Regions from separate parts of the Anas platyrhynchos genome. Here region 1 is linked to region 2. The links are chromatin contacts, called in public Hi-C maps. All regions are on one chromosome and are shown on one strand. The core of a region is the stretch at or near the end of the contact, and the rest is flanking DNA. Distances in the headings are between cores, read along the strand shown. Region 1 overlaps LOC119713502 (zinc metalloproteinase-disintegrin-like ohanin). Region 2 overlaps LOC119713503 (a long non-coding RNA gene).

Region 1 (4,245 bases), core at 1,547-4,046, 42 kb after region 2:
GTCTGGTTTTCAAACAGCAAGAAACCTTCTGGTGATGACATCAAGCTGCTGTCTGAAAGGAAACGAAGCAGAATTGCTACTTGCACTGAGGTGTAAACTAGGAGGACCTTACGAAAGCTGCTTAATGTCCCAACTCCTAGGCCACCCCCACAAGAAGTGGCTGCACTGGGATACCTGCACATGCGCTGCTTTTCTCTGTGGAGACCTGAGAAAGTCAGGGAAAAGCACGGTACGCTGATTATTTTTGTAAATTACAAACTATTTGCTGCATTTCTGGATCTTTGCCAGCCCTCTCTTCAGCAACAGACCAGACCTTCTGCTTCACGTGCAAAGTTGCAACCTCCGAAACAAGAAAAATCCTTCCTGCCCTTCGGAGAAAAGTTTGCGACCCTGAGGCCTGAACAAGCCTTGGAATAATAAGATTACAGAATGGAAACCAATTGATTCGGGAAGGATCCTTTGGGATCAGATACTCTTATTAATCCTTAGATTACCTGTTAAACAGGATTCCTCTGTTCAGTTGGTACGCGGGAATCAAACCACTTGCTGCTTGCAAGCGCTCCCAGAGCTCGGGCTGTGCCAGCTTAAGAAAGAGCTTCAGCTGCCATCATTGCACTTGGACAGAAAAATTTAGAAAAGCGCAGTCAACAAAATCTTTAATCATTAATTTTATTCACCCCTCAGCTCCAGAAATATCTGGATATTTCTCCCTTCCAGGGTATACACACCTTGGTGTTTTCATTTAATTGCTCTTGCAGCGGGGTGTGTTATTGTAAAGTTGCTAATGAGAACTCGGCTGGGCACAGGGGTTTGTTATTGTGGGACTGCAGCGCAGCATGAGGCTTTGCACACTGGTTCATTACTGAGGGGTTCTTCATTCGTCCTGGCCTGCTGGCATCCACACTGTTGACACTCTTGGCCTGCTGGCATAGATCTGCATGATACTGTTGGCATTGCTGTTAATAATACTGTGAGGGTGCTGGCACTGATGCTATTGTTACCATTGGCACCGATACCTTTCATGTGGTTGGCATCGATATTTTTAAGTTAAAGCACACAGAAGTGTTTTTCAAGGAATAAAAAAATTTTTACCAGAAAAAAAAAAAAAAGGAACAAAATTGTCCTCAACCCAAAGTACTCAAGATTTTATGGAGATTCCAGTTTGAACTGGATTTGTGTTTGGATCGGGATCAAAATCAGAGCAGTCCTTTGGCTTTCCAAATCAATTACACTGTGCCTGTGCAGTTTCCAGCCTTTGGGCATAGTGGCCAGAGAAGATGGCACAGCTGCCAAACTGCCAAAACAAAATCTGGGGCCTCAGGCCAGCGCTGTGCATGCTTGTACCTGGATTTGGCTCTGCCCAGCACACGTTAGGATTTTAAAATAAGCCTGATCCTCAGAGGGTGCGAGAACTTCTACTCATGTTCACCAACCAGCTCACACCCACTGAAATCCCAACCCATATTATCTTGTTCTGGTGCTGGCCACACAACGGGACAGTCACTTTTTAAAAACAGAGCCTCCTTACACACTGTGATCATTACCGCAGACCCATCATCTCTGAGACAGAAATACATATATATATGTACATATATACATATATAGAAATATATATAAAATTCAATTTTTTCTTTGGGGCTAGGTGTGCTTTGACAGTGCCAATCAGTTATGGTACACCCCGCAAAATACAGTTGTGATGAAATTACCGTCTTCGGTTTGAGGAGCGAGGTAGTTTTGGAAGAGCATGGCTTTCTTCCGCTTTGTATAATTGCTTTGTTATTTTAGTCAAAAATGGATTTTAATGTATCCGTATTTGACTCGGGTATAAAGATTTAGAACTTTTTTTTTATGAACTGTAATTAATGTATTTACAATATTTTCTGTATTAAAAGTGTTCTGTCACAAAACTACCTCCAGTTTAATGACAATCATTTGCATCCAATACACTTGACAATAGTGTAAAATGGAATCATACAAAACAATCACCAAATCCCTAAACCTCCCAGTTTGGACCAAAAAGATAATTCACAAGTATTTCAAACCCCTGCCAGCTTATCCAGTAAAGCTGGGTTGACAAAATACTACATCACATTTTCTCTACCTACTTAAGACCTATTTCTCCATGGTTTTCAACCTTTTCCACTTTGTGAGTACTCAAGATCTTTCCGAGGATGTAGAGATTTGAAGCAAGCTGAAATTTAGACGTGTTTGCGGGAGTACCTTTCCAAGACCCAACTCCCAAACCATGCAGCTTGGGCTTGCGTTCTCCTGCTGACTGTGCTTGACCTGCATGGGCAAAAACCCCCTTAATATCTGAACACTTTCAATAGGCAGAGACTGCAACCCAACCACAAATGCTGTGCTGCTATCAAACATCTTCAGCAGTAGAAACCTAAGGAAAATGTATTACAGAACACACCTGTAGCTGTTTATGATTTACAGCTTTTCTTGGCCCCAGCATCCGATGGACAAAAGGATGATAGCATCCTCTGCGACGGAGCAGGAGCTGTACGTACAGCCTGCTGTTCTGTTATGCAAACATGACATCTACTGTCAAAAAGTCTCTACTGCAAGAAGAAAGTGAACCCACGAAAACTGAAGACCTCTACAGTGCTCCAGTTGTCCAGAGCCCGCAGTATGTAGTCCCAAAGGCCTACTACGTTATCAGCTGCTTTTCCCTCTGTGCTCTCACACTTTGTGCTGACTTGCAGTAGTTTATCTGGGTCCAGCTGTCCCCTTATTCCTGGCTAAGGGTCCCCTGCTCAACACGGTCTGCCACATGCACATGGTGCAGGAGAGCAGCAAGCCGTCTGCTGGCATCATGCAGCAGGATGCAGAAGGGATCTTGAGCATGGTACAGTCACCATCACAGAATTGGCCCTGGCTGAATTTGCATCTTCTCTATAGGAACCACACGCAGCACCTTTGTCTTGCTCCCAGTGCAAAAGCAAAGCCGTTTCACACTGTTGTTCCTTTCTTCTGTCTGTATGAGTGAGCACTCCATCTCCCCTTACTCCCAGGGACCCCAAAATGTCTCTCTTCTGATTCTTTCTGACCTCTGAATTTACCATCCTCTCTCATCCCTCTTTTCCCTCCCTCCCTCCCTCCATCTCTGAAGGATGTCACTCCCAAGAAAGCAGAAGCCCTTTGCTCTTACACCCCCAAATCGACCTTCATTATTAATAGTTTTGGAGGACTATTGGAAACAGGCAAACACTGGACCATCACAACAGAGCAGATTCCTCAGTATTTCTCGTCTGGCTCTCTTAGTTGTCCACTTTGATGTGCAAATGCAACACTGGCCATTAGAGGGCAATGGGACATGGAAAAGAAGTTCCTCTGGCTGGCTATGGGATGACTGCTATCACCTCAAACAAATCAATTCTGAATTTACTACATCCTCTGACCTTGAGCTATGGATTCGGAGACATTAGCAAGGACACCATCAGCCAGGAAGAGTGGGGAGATTGGAGCACGTTCAGATTTTCAGACACGGAGGCACCAGGCATCTAATAAATAGCCTCAACCCAGCCCTAACATGACACCACAGACAGTACATGCTTTGAGCTCCACACAGCAAGAGGCAGACCTAATTGATCCTGGGTTTACTGACCAGAAAATAAAATACTGTCCAAACTCAGAATCAGACCTATCAAAATAAATAGCAAATGTCACTTGTAACATGAAATTAAAGATTTTCTCCTCTTTTTGCTTCCTTATGCCAGTAGATCTTTCATAGCTTCTGCAGATTGAGTTGACTGATGTGCAAATCAGTCAAAATTCATAGAAATATTGCAGATTTCCTAACTGACAGACCCTGAAAATGCAGACCCTTCTGTCTATCTACAACCCAGCTGGGGTAACGGCTCTCCAGTGCCACAAAGAAAATGTCTCTCCCTACGATGTCACTTGCCACTGACGGGTAATATCAGTGAGTGTGAACCCCAGCCATCAGCTCCTTGGTATTATTTACCAAGGGCTGAGAAGTGCCAGGCTTTAATCGTCAGTTTATCGATAACTTCCCAAGTACAGCATTACTGGATGCCTCTGATCTTCCTCCGGTGCCGGGGAAATGGGAGGCCCTGGGGAAGGAGCAGGGATGTCTGTCGGGCCGCCAGCAATTGCCACAGCCCCCGGATCACTTTAAAGCAATCTTTAGAAAAGTGGCACAGATATTAATGGGCTGTTACTGACATTAGATCCATAAATAATTCTGCATAATGCATGGCCCTGGCCTTTTGAAGG
Region 2 (3,907 bases), core at 832-3,331:
AACCTGTATTTCATTAAAACTCCATCCTGGTGTTACCAGAATCCATCCTGCCACTCACACAAGAGCTTGGGGGTAGAGGAGGAGGATTCATCCGACACTGTTCTGTCAGGGATTTAATCTTTGGATACAGCACATTAGATGGATTAGAGAAAAGACGCAGGCTATCCATATTTTTAAAGCCTGATGACCTTTAACAATGGGAAATAATAAGAGGAAAAACGTGAACCCTGACAAATTCATAACTACAGCACAGGGGAAAGGAATGTATTCTTCTAACATATGAAAAAACATTGCACGACATATCTATTTTCTTTTCAGTCCCGTAGCTGTTATGAATTATATACAGTGTTATTTAGCCGTCATTTGTTCTTTAGCCTTTTTGTGGGCAACTACTTTGGCTATTCTACGCTTTTTTATCATTAATCCAGCAATTGTATGAAATACCACTTGTTTTGTCTCTCCAGAATCCGGCTGTGGCACCATGTTCCCATACTACTGATAAACGCTTGGAGATAGGGTTTTGCTCTTAACCAGCATCATCCACGCAAGAGGCACAAAGCCATTTAAAGAAAACCGGCATTTTTAATTACTAGGATTATACAGGCAGCTGAAGGAGAAGAGATGGCATCAATATTCCTCACCTCATTCTGATGATTTAGGAAGCAACGAACCAGGTTTGCCAACTTACAGGCCCCAACCCTATCCACCTCTGTCACGGTCAAAAAACCAGCACCAGGTCATTTCGTGCATGACAGCAGTTAGCCCGGCTGTGGACTGGCAGGATGTGTTGTCTATTGCTGTTACCATTTTGGGATGCAGATAAAAGGAACCAGGCTGCAGCCCTCAGTGGGCTGAGAAAGGTCACCCTTTCTCAAAGCAAAAGCAAATGTGCACACTACCTCATCTCCAAGTGCAATCCCAAAACAATGTCAGATGTCAGCAAACAGCTCAAAAACCCACGGAATTTAACAAATACCAGAAATATAATAATAATGAATTCTTTTTAATATGGAAAAGTTACCCCCAGTGTCTCTCATGAAGTTGAAGATGAAGAAATCCCATCCTTCTGTGAAATTTGCCAGCATATTTATAAAAAACACTGTTTATTTTTAGTCAGTTGAAAGCTTTCTTTTCGTTATGTTTTCCTCATTCAGCAACAGGCCACATACCAAAGCTGAAGTTTTGTTTAGAGGGGGAAAAAAAGAAACACAAGACACAGGAAGAGGTTTGCAGATCTGAGGCTGCTTTCCCTGCAAGGGCACTGCCTCTGACACGGCCCTCCTGCAGCCACTCCACAAAGGGCCCAGCTTCCTTAAAGAGGGTTTTCCACATCTTTTTGATCTAAAAATCACCGTTCCCCAGGGTATGTGATGGCAGGTGGGTCTGTGATAAGGGTTGAGGAACTAGAATCATAGAAACTCCCAAGTTGGAAGGGACCCACAAGGATCACATCCAACTCATGGCTCCAAGGAGGACCAACTGAAAATTCAACCCTACATCTGAGAGCATTGTCCAAAATGGCTCTTGAACCCCAGTAGGCTTAGTGCCATGACCACTTCCCTGGGGAGCCTACTTCAGTGCCTGACCACCCTCTTGGTGAAGCACCTTTTCTTGATATCCAGCCTGAACATCCCTGACACAGCTTCATGCCGTTCCTTCAGGTCCTATTGCTGGTCACCAGAGAGAAGAGATCAGCCCACAGAGACACAAACACCCATGTGGCTTTTCATCCAGAACAAAAGGGAGATGAGGAACAGCCTCAGCCCTCTCCAGTTCAGTGTGAGAGCAGAAAAAAATTGCAGTAGACATTTCTTTCAAGCATGTCTACTGCTGGTCAAGAAAGGACTCTTTTCCTCTCCATCATTAAAAATTGGTATCACAGCTGTAAGATACATCTCAACATGATTTATTTTTTTTTTCCCTGAATACTTTGAGATAATCTGGATAAGTTTTAGTTCCCTTTGCCATGGTGCATCAGACTCCATCACTATGTACTGAGGATGCCATTGGCCTTACTCCTTTTCATACAGGAACAGCAGATAAAGACACTGAAACCAAAGGTGTTTCTTCTGAGAGTAATGTATTTGGCTCCCTCCTGTGGACACCAGCATTGCTCATCTTCCAAAACATCTGATTTAAACCACAGTTATACCAGCTAATTCTACAGCCGAGTCCACCCTGCCCTTGGCAAAGCCTTGTACTCACCTGGCCAACAAGGATTTTTCTCGGCTTAGGCATTACCAACAATGTCTCAGAAACATGAAAATGGCACACAGCAGTTTTAAAACAAGAGAACTGTGCAGGAATGATCCAAACCATGTAACTATTTCTGTTTGGAGTACGTAAGAGGTGTCTTCGTGCTATACTGCCTGGGTAAATACAGGTTAACAGTTTACTGGCTTTGAATTTCGCTGTGTAGTTTTCTATTACCTCTCAGAGTGAGTTTGACACAGTACTTTCCAGGCTTATTTCCTATTCAGGATCCAGCTACTGAATGTGGTAAACTCAGAGTTTTAACTCTGTTTGTTAGCTGTTCTTATTATTAACTTAATAAAAACAACAACTGCTGGGAAAGGGAGCTCCTCTCCTCAGAACTAGAAATCAAAGTTTCTGCCCTGTTCCCTTCTGTGAAAATTTCCCACAGAGCAAAAATTCTAGGCCACTGCAAGGCAAATGTATCATGCAAACCCTAAAAAAAAAACAACTTAATTCTGTCTCTGTGTTGCTCAATCCATAAAATTGTTCCTTCTCCCCCCCCTCCCCAGGATTAATTGCCTGAGCTGGTGTACTTGCCAGCCAGTTTCTCTGCAAGCACAAAAATGACGAGGGTGCAGGTAGCAGCATTTGCTGTGCGATATAGATACCTCTCCCCTGGGTTTTTGGAAAATTTCGTCCAAACCTCATCCCTTTTCTTCACTGTTAATAATTTGTTATAGGAGACTAACCATGTCCAGTACCAGATTCATTGTTTCTATAGCTTAAAAAGGGAATTTAGGGGGTGCAAGAACAGTTGCCAGAACATAGATAGCTAATGCCATTTGAGATTCTAGGATATTTGCATGGGGCTGGGAAGTATGTCCCCTGTATAAAACCACAACCTTCTGGATTGGGAACTGAAATGGCCTTTCTTGGAGGTTTTCCAGGACACCTTGGCTAGCATTACCCATCCTTGCCTGGACAGCTCAGTCTCACCTGAACTCTGAGAGGGCTGGAAGGACTGGCCAAAGACTTTTAAGCAAGAAAAGCTCAGATGTTTTATCTGCCTGCAGGGGAGTAGAGGAAGGAGGGAAGTGGGGACCTGTTTTCCCCTTCAAGTTTTCCCAGGCCATGTCATCATACCACTGTGGCATGGTAACAAACAACACTTTCTAGTGGTTTCTGGTGAAGAACAGAGGGATGACTGAAAGCTCGGTAACTTTTCTTCCTTGCTTGCCAGCTTCCTCTCACAAACCAGGCCTGAAGTCATCATCTGCAGCACAGAGTTCATGCACTGCTCCAACAGCCCTGTAAAACTTGGTTTGTGCTGCAGTTAAGAAGCTTTTTGATCCCTGCCTCAGAAGTGTGAGGTTTTGGCCTCTGAGATAGGGAGTAGAGAACAGAAAGCACCCCGAGAGAACAGGCAGCAGAGCCCAAGTTGCTCTGGAGATGCGGAGAAGGACCAAGGCCAGGTGAACACCACAGCTGAGGGTCCTGGCACCTCTCCTGCTTCTACCAGAAGAAGTCAGTGTGCTCAGATCAGCCTCTCGGATGAGTGATACCGCTCCAGGCCCGGTGCCATGCAGCATTGCTCTGCTTGTCACACAGCACCCACGGAGCAGTGGCGCTGAGCACCTTCTGCATCCTTAAGGCTTTGTGTCCCCGCGGCTGTGCCCATCCTCTGCTCTGCACAGCTTTGGATCGCTCTTTC

What was found. Hi-C and Micro-C count contacts between places; a contact is called where the count stands out from the background.
Region 1: a Hi-C map of skeletal muscle shows a contact between it and region 2, with 3 times the contacts expected there. The contact joins two enhancer-like sites. A contact is called at or near these places in 2 of 8 Hi-C or Micro-C datasets (liver and skeletal muscle).

The regions. Positions count from the first base shown.
Region 1 is chr23:2,474,670-2,478,914 of IASCAAS_PekinDuck_T2T, forward strand. It overlaps LOC119713502 (zinc metalloproteinase-disintegrin-like ohanin), which reads left to right. Exons shown (of 24, transcript XM_038166993.2): 24 at 1-1,910. The region is part of intron 2 of LOC119713503 (a long non-coding RNA gene); the gene reads right to left. Among named protein-coding and RNA genes, the nearest start is that of NEFM, 100 kb to the right of the region's middle. Within about 2 kb of position 2,797, at least 2 of the 8 cell types and tissues checked have an H3K27ac peak or open chromatin away from gene starts, as enhancers often do.
Region 2 is chr23:2,433,815-2,437,721 of IASCAAS_PekinDuck_T2T, forward strand. All of the region lies in intron 2 of LOC119713503 (a long non-coding RNA gene), which reads right to left. Among named protein-coding and RNA genes, the nearest start is that of STC1, 68 kb to the left of the region's middle. Within about 2 kb of position 2,082, at least 4 of the 8 cell types and tissues checked have an H3K27ac peak or open chromatin away from gene starts, as enhancers often do.